Linked DNA regions of Mus musculus: regions 1 and 2 are each linked to region 3. The links are chromatin contacts, called in public HiChIP or PLAC-seq and Micro-C maps. All regions are on one chromosome and are shown on one strand. The core of a region is the stretch at or near the end of the contact, and the rest is flanking DNA. Distances in the headings are between cores, read along the strand shown.

Region 1 (3,958 bases), core at 728-3,227, 90 kb before region 3:
CCGGTGGCACTTCCTCCAGAGGCCCATGTTGGTGGAGTTGTATTGACGGCTGCACTCGTCCGCGGGGCTCATAGCGAACAGCTGCCGGCGATTCCGGGCCCGGAGGAGTTTGCCCTCCCAGCGGTCCAGGCGCGAGCGGCTGGCGCGCAGAGGCAAGTTGTTGTTGTTGTTGTAAATGAAGCCGGGGTCGACCCGGCGGGTGTTGAAGGCCTTGCACCTGTCCCTGTGCTTCCTGGCGTCCGTCTCGTACCAATGGTCGGAGCAGATGGCCACAGCCAACATGCCGAGGGCGCAGAGCGCTAGCGAAAGCCCCGTATAGAGCAGTAACCTTCCGGCAGCCATGCCTCCGCTTGGCGGCTACACCATGGGCATGATCCGCCGCAGCCTCGCCTTCCCTCCGCGCGCCCGGAACAAAGCGGCGGGCGGCCGAGCTAGGGGTGGATACGGGAGGGGATCTGCGCCGCGGCGCCCCCCTCGGCCCCCACCTGCGGGTACGCGGCTGGGGGACTGCGGGAGTAGAGGCGGGCAGCCTAAAAAGTTCTGATCGGGAGAGGCTCCCGCAGGGTCCTGAGCATCCTCCGGGCAGGTGCAGCCTCCTCTCGCGGTGGTGAACTCAGCACGGCCACTTCCCACCGTTCAGGGGGCAACAGTCCTAACCCTCCGTCCGCCTCTGCACGCCGCCCAGCAATCACAAACTAAACACCAAGTGCTCTCGACCACGGCGAGGCTTGCTGGGTTTCTCTGTGCAGCTTGCTGACCGGAGTGACAGTCCTGGCTTCCTGGGAATGAATGATAGGGAGGGAGATCTGAGGACGCGACACTTCGCCGAAGGACGGATCGCGCTCACGGCCGGTTGCCCGGAGTAGGGAGTGCAGCCTGGATCTCTTTCTCTGGGACTCTCCTCCCCTTTTCGGTCTGCAGCCGAAGGCCGGGGACGCGTGCCCAGAACTGTTCTTTTCCAGGTTGGGTCTTTTCAAAGCCTGAGTCCTCTGATCACCACTAGGTCCTTGACTCCTGCCGACCCCACGGGTGCTCTCAGAAGCGAGCTGCCCGCAGACGCATGGTCTCTACCAGCCTTTGCCCGCGAGCTCCCGGATGGCCTGCCTCTGGCCTCCCCATTAAGACAGCTCCGCTTTTGGACAGCGGGGACACTCGGGCGGCGTTACGCGACTGTTCAGGGCCCGGGGTTTGCAGAGACTGGGCGGCAGCTGACGGGCGTTAGGGACGGACTGCACAGAGGAGGGCGCACCCGGAGCGCTCGGAGCTCCTTCAACACCATGGACAGGTCGCTCAGGGGTGGCGAGCTGCCCGCCCAGCCGCCAGCCTCCCCGGTGTCATGCGGCTCTCTCCAGCGCCTTCTTCTTCCTGGAGTGTGTGCACCCGGCCCTCTCCAATATCCCTTCTGCTCCACTTCACCTGGCCTTCCGCAGCCCCGCGTGCGAGATGCCCAGGTGCTGAGAAAATGCTGCGAGCACGAAGAAAACCCGGAGCCCGGCTGCTCGAAGCAACCCGCCCCCTTCGCCACCTGAGCCCAAGCACTCCAGCACCGCTTGCTCTAACCAGCTGGGGTCAGCCGCTCTCAGATTGCACCATTTTCTTCTCAGCCCACCCGGGTGCCGAGACTAGGGATCCCTCGGCCTCGTGTGGAATATCCCGTCCCGGCCTCAGCGTCCCGCGATCCGGCTCCCCGCACTGGGGTGAATGGGGCGGGGGATAGAGGGGTGGGGGAGCCTGGGCGCCTCGGCTTCACCTCCCTACCTCCTCGAGCTGCAGAGGCTTCCGGGCCTCTCAGGCTCAGGCGACGCCCGAGAGGAGCGAGAGCCCAAGCTGCACCCCAGGGGCTCCAGAAATCGCATTGCCCGGGTGTGGGCGCCCGAGAAAGCCGCTGTCACTCGCTCGGCCTCCAGGCGCTGCAGCCTTGGCTAAAACCCACAGCCGAGAACACGGAGCGCGCAGCCAAAAGCTAGTGATGTCATCCGTGCAACGTGAGCCTCATCTCTTATTTTTCTAGCCTTCTTAAAGTTAAACCACACCATTTTCCAGGCACGAAATGTCTGAGCCTTGTTCTTTGGCCAGGCAAGTCAATGGTGTCTAGGTAGGTATGGGCTCCACCACATCCATATTAATGCACATATACATATATGTAGCATGTTTACGTGTATTATTATAAATTTAGTGTTGGTGCCTACGTCTCCCGTTTCTCTTTTGACCGTGGAAAAGTCCCTTAAATTCGCCACAGTTCTTTAAAGAAGAAAATGCTTAGAGAACGGTCTTTAACCGGCTCTGGGAGAACCCCTGCACCTCGGTTTCCGCCTCTAGTGTCTCCTATTCGTTTGATCTTTGTTTTTCCCCAGAAAGCTATAAGCACTACCTTGCTAGCTACTGGCGTTTCTACCTGGAACTGAGCAGAGAGCAGCCGTGAGCCAGCGGCCGACACCCCAACACATACACACACACACACACACACACACACACACACACACACACACACCTGTCCTTACTCTTCGGCAAGAAAAGGGGACAACTAACTGATCCGTTCAAGACCAGAAGAGAGCCGCTGTGGGGTGAGAGGGCAGTTGATTTTGGAGGAGAGGAAGTTATAGGCAACCTCGGTATAGGGTTTGTCGTGATTTCCCTATGACCGCTGGATTTAGCCTCCGCAGGGCCTCTTTGAGGTGGGACCGAGACTCCAGACCTTGAAGAGGTGGGCCCCAGCTAGAGGATCCATCCCCACCCTACCCCGCCCCCTGCTTCTCTCACGTGAAGCAGAGCCGCAAAGCTGGGAGCCTCCCATCCAGCTTCACATACTAGGGGTTTCATTCTAAAGCTCACCCTTCGGTTTTCACCCTCTCTCCAAAGTCGGGGTTCCCCACTGAGGGATAAAGAGCTGCCCTGGGGAAAAGAGAGTGCCCTAGGGACCCAGCTTTGCACAGCAGGACTTGTGAGTCGAAAGGAACGCACCTCCACCATATTCTTTTTGTCTTTTTTTTTTTTTTTCCTCCCTGCATTTTGAAAATCGCGAACAAGGCGTTTCAGTGCCATCTAGTGGGGGAGGGGCGTGCCTTGTTTTTCAGTCTTGAATTCTATAAGGGGATTTACTTCGTGAAGAGAAGTCATTAGGATTACCTACTTGGTTCTTAGATGATGCTCGGCTGGTCTAGAAGTTACAGGCACCTGCTAGTCCACATCATCCTCAGAGGTCCCTGGGATGCCCTGATAAAGCTGAGCGACTTTGGCCAGGGTGTCTTCTCCTTATCTTTTTCTCAATTCTATTTGTGTCCTTGAAAATAGGGATACATTTGGCATACATGCAAACACTACTAAAGCTATTTCTACCCCTAAAGCTAAGTGGGAGTGCTTTTCACCTAGTAGGGTACCTGCATATGACAATAGAAGGGAAACTGAACTGACAAGGTCAGTGGGAAGTCAAAGCAAGATTATCTCTACAGCTTGGGTCTCTTGGTTCCCTCTCGGGTCTTTAAGCCAGCTCAAGGATCACTGGCAGTGCCCAGGCAGAAAAGCACGCATGCTCCTCTTTCAGCACCCCTCCCCCACAACCCACCCACAATCCACTCTTGCTCCCCTCTTGGTCAACTCTTTAACTTTTTCCACGGCCTTTGGCCTACTTTCAAAGATTTGCCTGCTATCCTGTGGCCCTCAGTGCTGTCCTAGGCCCAGCTTAGGAAGGGAGCCAATGTGGGGTACTGCCCTCCTCTTTCCTGGATATCACTAATATACCATTTTGAAGTTGTTGTCCTTGGTGAAAACCCAAAAATCCTACAAAAGATGTTTGTTGGTTGGTACCCTCCTTTTAAGTGTGATTGTTTTGAGCCACCATATATCATATTGGAGATGATACTGATGCTTAGGGCTAAGAAGCTGATCACCTAGACAGCATTGCTTCTTGTGTTGATGTTGCTGTTGTCGTCCTAGTTGTTATCTTTGTGTGTGTGCTTGA
Region 2 (4,320 bases), core at 129-2,628, 75 kb after region 3:
GTCTACAAAGTGAGTGTCAGGACAGCCAGGGCTACACAGAGAAACCCTGTCTTGAAAAAAAAAAAAAAAAAAAAAGAAGGGAGGGAGGGAGGAAGCAAGCAAGCAAGCAGAGCAAGCCAGTAAGAAACATCTCTCCATGGCCTCTGCATCAACTCCTGCTTCCTGACCTGCTTGAGTTCCAGTCCTGACTTCCTTTGGTGATCGACAGCAATGCGGAAAGTGTAAGCTGAATAAACCCTTTCCTCCCCAACTTGCTTCTTGCTCATGATGTTTGTGCAGGAATGGAAACCCTGACTAAGACAGCAGGTAAGGGCATTTTTGGATACCACAAGGTGGCCAAAGACCAATTTATGAGAGTTGTCTTCTGACTTCCACTCAAAGTAAACAACAATCTCAGAACCTTCCAACTCCATTTTGTTACTTAAATATTAGCTTCTGGTAGATTAAATTTTAAAAAGGCAAAGCTGAAAGTAAATGTTGTATAAAATTAACAGAGTTGGGGACTGAAGGAAGAGATGACTCAGCAGTTAAGAATACTAATTGCTCTTCCAGAGAACCTGGGTTCAAGTCTAAGCACCCAAATGGCAACTCACAACTGTAACTCCAATCCCAGAGAATCCAGTGCCCTCCTCTGGCACCAGATATGTATATGATGCACAGACATTTACGCAGACAAAAATGCCTGTGCACACGAGTCAATCATTTTATTTTTAAATAAGAGCATAATTTTATGAGCTCAAGACATTCTTTTGGTTTGTAGTGCTGGAGATAGATTCTTGGGCCTTAAGTATGTACTGTACTGTTGAGGCATGCTTCTAGCCCAATAAAGAACTTTTTTTTTTTTTTTTGGTTTTTCGAGACAGGGTTTCTCTGTGTAGCCCTGGCTGTCCTGGCACTCACTTTGTAGACCAGGCTGGCCTTGAACTCAGAAATCCGCCTGCCTCTGCCTCCTGAGTGCTGGGATTAAAGGCGTGCGCCACCACGCCCGGCAATAAAGAACTTTTTAAATGATTTAAAACCTCTACCACACACAAAAAAAAAATTGATATAATGTGACCACATTAGAAATAGAGGGCCAGAGAGATGGCTCACCAGGTAAAAGTGCTTGTTGTGCGAGTCTAGTAACTTGAATTTGATCTCTGGGACTCAGGTAAAGGTGGAAGGAAAGACCAGATGCCAGAGGTGTCTTCTGACCTCCACATGCGCACTGCAGTGGATGGACTGCAGTGTATATGCTTATCCACACCAAAAGAAAGAAAGAGAAGATAGAAACTTCTCTTTATAAATACCTTATTAAGGGGCCTGAGAGGTAGTTTAGTGCATAAAGTTCTTGCCATGTGTGGTGTTTTAAATAAGAATAGCCCCCATTCATGTGTTTGAATGCTAGTCCGTAGGGAGTAACACTGTTAGGAGGTGTGGCCTTGTTGAGGAAGTGTGTCACTGTAGAGGTGGGCTTTGAGGTCTCAAATGCTCAAACTAAGACTAGTGTGGCAGTCTCCTGTTGCTGCCTGCAGATCAAGATGTGGAACTCTCCGCTCCGCTCCTGTGTCTCCCTATGAGCCACCATGACGATAATGGACTAAACCTCAGAAACTGTAAGCCAGTCCCAATTAATTAAATGTTTTCCTTATTAAGAGTTTAATAATTTAATAATTCCCTTCACAGCAATAGAAACTCCTTTTTTTTTTAAAGATTTATTTATTTTATGTATGTGAGTACACTGTAGCTGTACAGATGTTTGTGAGCCTTCATGTGTTTGTTGGGAATTGAATTTTTAGGACCTGCTTGCTCTGGTCAACCCGGCTCCCTCTGGTCAACCCTGCTTGCTCAGTCCCTGCTTGCTCTGGCCCAAAGATTTAATTATTTATTATTATACATAAGTACACTGTAGCTGTCTTCAGGCACACCAAAAGAGGACATCAGATCTCATTATGGGTGGTTGTGAGTCACCATGTGGTTGCTGGGATTTGAACTCAGAACCTTTGGAAGAGCAGTCAGTGCTCTTACCCGCTGAGCCATCTCATCAGCCCTAGAAACTCTTAAGACACCATGAGGATCAGAGTTTAGATTCCCATCATCTCTTTATATAAATGCCTAATGGACATGGCAGTTTGCCTACAATTCCAGCTTTTGAAAGGTTGGCATGGAATCTCCAGAACAAGCAGGCTAGCTAAGTGAGCAATATTGATGAGCACCGAGTTCCATTGAGAAAGATTCCTGGGCTGGAGAGATGGTGCAGCGTTTAAGAGGAAGGTTGCTGAGGTCAACCTCAGGTCTCTCTCTATATATACATGTACCAAGGTACATATGAACAGGCATATATGCAGGCTCACATACCACACACATATTCATGCAGAAACAACCCCCACCTTATTAAGAGACTAAAAGACAACTGTTGTGTCCGGCCAGCAGACCACAACCTGGGTTCTAGCCTGGAAAGGCATTTTGGAAACCTGGAAGAGAAGAGGGGCTAGGTGGCGAGAGAAAGAAATGCAGCTAAGACAGGCTTTCTGATCAAAGCTCAATTTTACTGTTCTGCACGCAGTTATGAAGGAAGGGGAAGGGGCCCGATTCCCGCCAATTAGTCTTGGAGTCCAATAGCAGGGTGACCATGTGCACAGCTCCGAACAGCAAAGCGGCAGGTTCTAGCAGTGGGCATGGCAGAACGATTGAGCGGGAAGCTCCACCCCTGAGCAAGCAGGTTTCAGGCTGGGGGAGGGGAGACTACAGACAAGATAAGTGAAGATTCTTGCAATCCATTAGTTAATAAGTTCTTCCAAAATTTAGTAGCCCCTAGTATTTTCAAAACATAATAAAATAGCAAACAGGTCACAGTTTCTGTGGGGCAGGAAATCAGCAACTTAACTGGCATAGCTCTGACTCTAGGATCTCACAAGGCTAGAATTACCAAGGATGTAATCATTTCAAGTCTTGACCTAGTGACAGTCTTCTCCCATGTTTCCTGATATGGATATAGCAGACTGCAGAAGACCCACTTCCAGATTTACTCACAAGGGCCTCTTCATGGCACAACAGCCAGATTTTCAGAAGAGAGTGAAAGTTTTTTGTTTTTAAGATTTTTTTAAAATTTTATGTATGTGCATACACTGTCTATCTCTTCAGAAACACCAGAAGAAGGCATCGGATCCCATTGTGAGCCACCTTGTGGTTGCTGGGAATTGAACTCAGGACCTCTGGAAGAGCAGTCAGGGCTCTTAACCTCTGAGTCATCTCTCCAGCCCTACCATTGTCTTTTTATTGCTTAATCTTGGCTGTATCCTGTTAGAAGCAGGTTAATAACTCTTAAGCCTACACTCAAGGGATTCAGGTCATTAAGGACATTTTGGAGGATTCTACCAAACAAAAAGAATGGACTAACATGAAAAATATACATTAAGAATCAGCCATAGGAGATCAAGGTCTAGGGAAGAGTAATGACAAAAGCTAGTGAGTTGGAACAAAATAAGGACTCAGTTATGTAAAAATGCCACAGTAAAAAAGACTGAGGATACAAATGCTCAGTGGTACAGTGCTTTTCTTAACCTGTGTGAGGTCTTGTGTTCAGGCCTTAATTCTTAAAACAAGAACAAACAAAAACTTAGAGGAGGATTGAGCCTGGGGAGTTGGGGGCCAGACCCTGGCTCAATGAAAGCCATTACTTTGTGTGCTGACCTACTAGGTTTTAAAGTAGCTATATAATTATGCATGAGAAAAGAAACGTATTTACTGTTTTCTTTGTGCTCCTAGACTGCCTTTATGAAGCTGGGAGGTGTGCCTGTAGAGAGTTGTAAACAGACTTACCAGGAGCTTGTTGAGCAAATTTTCTAAGTTCTTCCATCACTTGAGAATGTGTAGACTAGAGAGACTCTTCAAGGAAACACTCAGCATGACTCAGGGCATCCTACAACTTGTCAGCCAATTTGTGTCTGTTAGAGAGTGTTGTCTGCTGCTCAGTGGCCCAAATGCTTCTGGATGCCATCAGAGCTGGGGAGGAAATCAGGTGCTCCTACCTTCATTTGGAGAGGGCTTAAGGGGTGAGTTCCTTGCTCAGCCGTTTGTTGTATTGTTTTCTGTTTTTGAGGCAGTCATGCTTTATAGCCCTGGATGGCCTAGAACCTGTGTAGAACACGGTTGTGAGCTACCATTTGGGTGCTGGGAATTGAAACTAGGTTCTCTCAAAGGAAGACGTGACCACTATTTTATTAAATTGTATTATATTATATTATATTATATTATATTATATTATATTTTTAACCACTCTTAACTGCTGATCCATCTCTTTAGCCACTCTTGTTCAACCATTTAAAAGGCTAATGAAAA
Region 3 (4,341 bases), core at 1,835-4,334:
ATTACAGGTTTACATCACCAGGCCCAGCCAATCATGAGTTTTACAGGAAAGGAAGGCCCAGATGATGAACCGAACTCACTTGTCCTACCTCGATGCCCTCCTTAAACTTAAGCCGCTCCTTCGCTCATGCTCATTCGGCTTTCCTTGTTTTTCATGGGCTCTGCATCTGCCTCCCAAGTGCTGAGATCAAAGGCCTGGCTATGTTATCCTTTAGGAGGGGGCGGGGGGGGGGGGAGAGAGAGGGGGGGAGAAGAGAGAGAGAGAGAGAGAGAGAGAGAGAGAGAGAGAGAGAGAGAGAGAGAGTCTTTCTGATCAGTACAGTCTGGTTCTTCTATAGCAGGCTGCTCACTCGGGAATTATCTAGTGTTTCCTCAGGACTCCAGTCAGTTACCTCGAGTGCAGCCTCTCCAGGCTTCCCACCCAGAAGTCTGCGATGTTCCATTTCAGCGGAATACATTTGGGCCTGGCGCCAGTAGAGGCCAGAAGAGGGAGTCGGATCCCTTGGGAACAGAGTTGCAGACAGTTGTAAACTGGCATGTGGTTGCTGGGGATTGAACCTGGGTCCTCTGTTAGAGTGCTCTTAACCTGCTCTTAACTGCGGAGCCATTTTTCTGTTCCCTGGAGCATTTTTTTAAAAAGATTTATTTATTATTACATATAAGTACACTGTAGTTGTCTTTAGACACACCAGAAGAGGACATCCGATCTCATTATGGATGGTTGTGAGCCACCATGTAGATGCTGGGATTTGAACTCAGGACCTTTGGAAGAGCAGTCAGTGCTCTTAACCGCAGAGCCATCTCTCCAGCACCCACCACCACCACCACCACCAAGCAATTTTTAAAAGGTGGATTGTTTTTTATTCCTCCCCAAATTCCCAAAGATACTGGTGAAAAATGCTGGTCAGTGTCACAAGACTCCAGATTTAAAGATACTGACTTTCCCCCTCCCCTACTTCTCCCTCTTGCTCCAGCCTGGCTCTCTCCAGCCCATAGGTTTTTTGGTTTTTGTTTTTAATTTGTTTCTCATTATAGATAGTTGTGAGCCACAATGTGGTTGCTGGTATTTGAACTCATGACCTCCAGAAGAACGGTCAGTGATCTTAGCCGCTGAGCCATCTCACCAACCCAAAGATACTGATTTTTAATTAGTAGATCTCTAATCTATATATTTAGCGATTTCCTTATTAAGTGTAAATTTCACTTAAAACTTAACCTTTGTTGTCATTTTTGTTTTTTACTTCACTCAGCTTATATATTTTCCTGTAATTAGGGTACTTTCCACCAGGTGGCAGTACTGTCCCAGTCATAGTAATCTGTCCAGCAAAAAAATTTCCCTTACAAAGGGTGTTCCAGAACACGGGGATGGCTCACATCACCTAGCAGGTGAGAAGTCCTAGCTTTGGTCCCCAGAACTCCCAAAAAGAAAAGGACAGTATAGCCAGGCACTCAGGACGCAGGGACAGACAGCTCTGTGTAAGTTCCCAGCTAGTTTGGTCTATGTAGCAAGTTTCAGACCTGCCCAGCCTATATATAGTATTTCTTTTTCTATTTTGAAGTGTACTAATATGTAAGTACATTTCTGAACCGAACTGGATATGATATATATTTCCCAAAATAAAATAAAATAAAATAAAAGCTTGTTCTAATCTTCATGGTTTGGCCAACAGTGTCCAAGGCTCGCTCACCAGCACACAGCTTTTCATCAGCGCCTAGGAGCTACACACCTTAAATTACACCCTGAAATCAAAGCTTAACTGGAGGCCACCCCAGTTAGATCAAGTCTGACTGTTGGCAGGCTTGAAGATGGAGGATGAGGCTACCGTAGGCCAATGTAAACACAGGAGGTCCTGACCACTCTGCTAGTGGCTATCTGGGGGGTAAAGTCTATAGTCCCCTGACCCAGGCTGGAAAAGTGAGAAACTTCCAAGTCACACTGATGCTATCTCCCCCACATTCCTAATCTTCTAGGAATTTCAGGGCTGCCTCGCCTCTACCGCCTTGAAATGTTATCTCGTATGAAAAAAAAAGGAGGCAAGAAATGCTATGTCTGGTAGGCCGCTTGCAACTGCAGACTTTAAAAATCCAAGCTGGAAAACAGCCTTAGAGAAGTAGCTAAAACCCCACGCCGAGGCTGTTGACCAGTCTGGCGTGCCAGCGGCTAAGTATTTTACCCTCGGTCCCTTCAGGTACAAATCAAACCGGAGTTACATAGGACTCTTAACAAACATGCTCTAACAGGCACATGTGTGGACTTGTGAAATCTGTGGTCACTTCCTAAGGCCGGGCTCACAAAGCCAGTTCTTAACAAACATGACTAAGAGTAGTTCCTCTTAGTCATGACGCCTGCGTTTCACATAGGTTCCAGAGCGAGGTTTTGCTGGGAGCTGCTGAACCAGTCATTTAGGCTTCTTCTAAGAGTGGATGATTATGAAGGCATATCATAAGTGGAACTGAAAAGCAAATGAACGCATCGCCAACAAAAATACTTAAATAATTTAAATTGGCCTAAAAAAAAAAAAAACACTCACACACAAACAAAAAACAAAAGCAAAAGCAAAAAAGCAAGCCAGCCCACTGTGTCTGCTTCCCGGCTAGCTGACTCTCGTTCTGTACCCTGGGGCTCACAGTTTCCTCCGAAGGAGCTGTTTCTGGTTATTACAGGAAAGGCATTCATTCCCAGGCAGATCTCCCCTACAGTTTAGCTCCTCTGGCCTCACACCCGATGTGTGTTTACCCAGTGTCTCCCTGTCTCTGTGTGGTTGGTGTGTGTGTTTGGGGGATGGGGAGGGGGAGGGGGCGCGTGCGTCAAAGCCAGGACCTCTACCACTGAGTTACGTACTCAGGCCTCTTGTGCTTTATTGTACTTTAGTTTCTGTTGGTTTCCCTGCAAAAGGAGCGACAGAACCTTTTACAACAAACACCAAGCAGTCATATACCATCAGTCCTTAAATCCACGGATATCTTAGTCTCCTCTAGAAGCTCAGAAAGAAAACCAAGAGGAAGAAAAGGAGCACAGAGAACTAGGGGGTGAAAGGTCATTTGTCCGGGGAGGAGAATTTCCCAGTAACACCCCACCCCCTCCCCCCTGGCTTTCTGTGACCGGCAGCTCATCCTGCTGTCAGCAGACAGCCGCTCAAAGCGCTCCTGCTGAGATTTGCAGTCCAACTGGTTCCTAACAGGCAGCAGTTTTAACGACAAGAATCTTTACCTTTGCCTTCCAGACCCAGGAAGAGATAAGTCTGTGTGGCTGCAGGTTCCCCAGCCAGCTGCCTCTAACTCCCGCACTCCGGAGACTAAGGCAGGAAGATCACCAAGCCACAAGTCCGGCCTGAGCTGCACGCATACAACGCGAGACCCTGTCTATACGATTTCATTTTAAAAACAAAAGTTAAATATACACATACCAAAAAAGAAAGAAAGAAAAGAAAAATAGAAGGCTTTATTGAATCTTATCAAGTGGAGATAATGTTCTGAAGTTAAAAATAGGTTTGTAAAAGGGAGCTGGTGGGCACAGCACTCACTGCCCTTGCAGAGAACCCAGATCCAGTTCCTGTCCAGACGTCGCTCACAAGCATCTGTGACTCAAGTCTGGAGCCCTTTTCTGGCTTCCATGGGTCTAGACACACAAAATGATCGTACACATAAACTTTTTAGATATACAAAAGTAACCAGGCATGGTAGCCCATACTTTTAATCCTAGCTCAGGAGGCAGATCTCTGAATTCAAGGCCAGCCTGATCTAAATAACAAGTTCCAGGGATACACAGAGAAACCCTGTCTCAAAAATGAAAAACAAAAAACAAACACACACACACACACACACATACATATATATGTGTGTGTGTACATATATGTATGTGTATATGTATGTGTGTGTATATACATATGTATATGTGCAAGTTGGACAGTTGGTCCAGCTTGAAAGCACTGGCTGTTCTTCTGAAGGGCATGTTTGATTCCCAGCACCCACGTATTGGCTCACTATCATCTATAACTTCAGTTCCAGGGGATCCAAAGCCCTCATCTGACTTCTATGGGGTTCTAGGCACACATAAACATGCAGGTGAAATATTCCTAGACATAAAAAAATAATTCTTTAAAAACACAAAAAGGAACTGAAGGTATAGTATAGTTCAGTGGTAGAGCATGTTTTTAGTATGCAGAAGACCCTAAGTTCCAACCCCAACACCATTTTTTTAAGTAATTGAAACAAACACAAACAAAAGTCAAACAAACAAAACAGCCAGGCATGGATGGCAGCTCATGGTGGGAAAGCAGGGAGATTATGAGTTCAAGTGTTGCCTGCAGAGCAAAATTTTTGTCTCCAAATAAGGTGGGGG

The links. Hi-C and Micro-C count contacts between places; a contact is called where the count stands out from the background. HiChIP or PLAC-seq counts read pairs in DNA pulled down with a chosen protein or histone mark.
Region 1: a Micro-C map of embryonic stem cells shows a contact between it and region 3, with 3 times the contacts expected there. The contact joins the promoter of Tmem178b here to the enhancer-like site in region 3. A contact is called at or near these places in 1 of 484 Hi-C or Micro-C datasets (embryonic stem cells), 2 of 115 datasets of contacts at active chromatin or transcription factors (embryonic stem cells and pancreatic cancer cells) and 1 of 9 other capture datasets (liver).
Region 2: a contact with region 3 is called in an H3K27ac HiChIP or PLAC-seq map of embryonic stem cells, with 26 read pairs. The contact joins two enhancer-like sites. A contact is called at or near these places in 11 of 484 Hi-C or Micro-C datasets (bone marrow-derived macrophages, embryonic stem cells, extraembryonic ectoderm and 3 more), 11 of 115 datasets of contacts at active chromatin or transcription factors (CD8 T cells, bone marrow-derived macrophages, double positive thymocytes and 6 more) and 1 of 9 other capture datasets (embryonic stem cells).

Annotation. Positions count from the first base shown.
Region 1 is chr6:39,869,455-39,873,412 of GRCm38.p6, reverse strand. It overlaps Tmem178b (transmembrane protein 178B), which reads right to left and starts at 1,977. Exons shown (of 4, transcript NM_001360978.1): 1 at 1-1,977. The coding sequence starts at 342.
Region 2 is chr6:39,702,914-39,707,233 of GRCm38.p6, reverse strand. All of the region lies in intron 1 of Braf (Braf transforming gene), which reads left to right. Among named protein-coding and RNA genes, the nearest start is that of Braf, 20 kb to the left of the region's middle. Within about 2 kb of position 1,378, at least 8 of the 459 cell types and tissues checked have an H3K27ac peak or open chromatin away from gene starts, as enhancers often do. A contact at or near this core is called in embryonic stem cells and extraembryonic ectoderm, where this site is marked.
Region 3 is chr6:39,779,849-39,784,189 of GRCm38.p6, reverse strand. No RefSeq gene overlaps it. Among named protein-coding and RNA genes, the nearest start is that of Mrps33, 29 kb to the left of the region's middle. Within about 2 kb of position 3,084, at least 194 of the 459 cell types and tissues checked have an H3K27ac peak or open chromatin away from gene starts, as enhancers often do. A contact at or near this core is called in embryonic stem cells, extraembryonic ectoderm and liver, where this site is marked.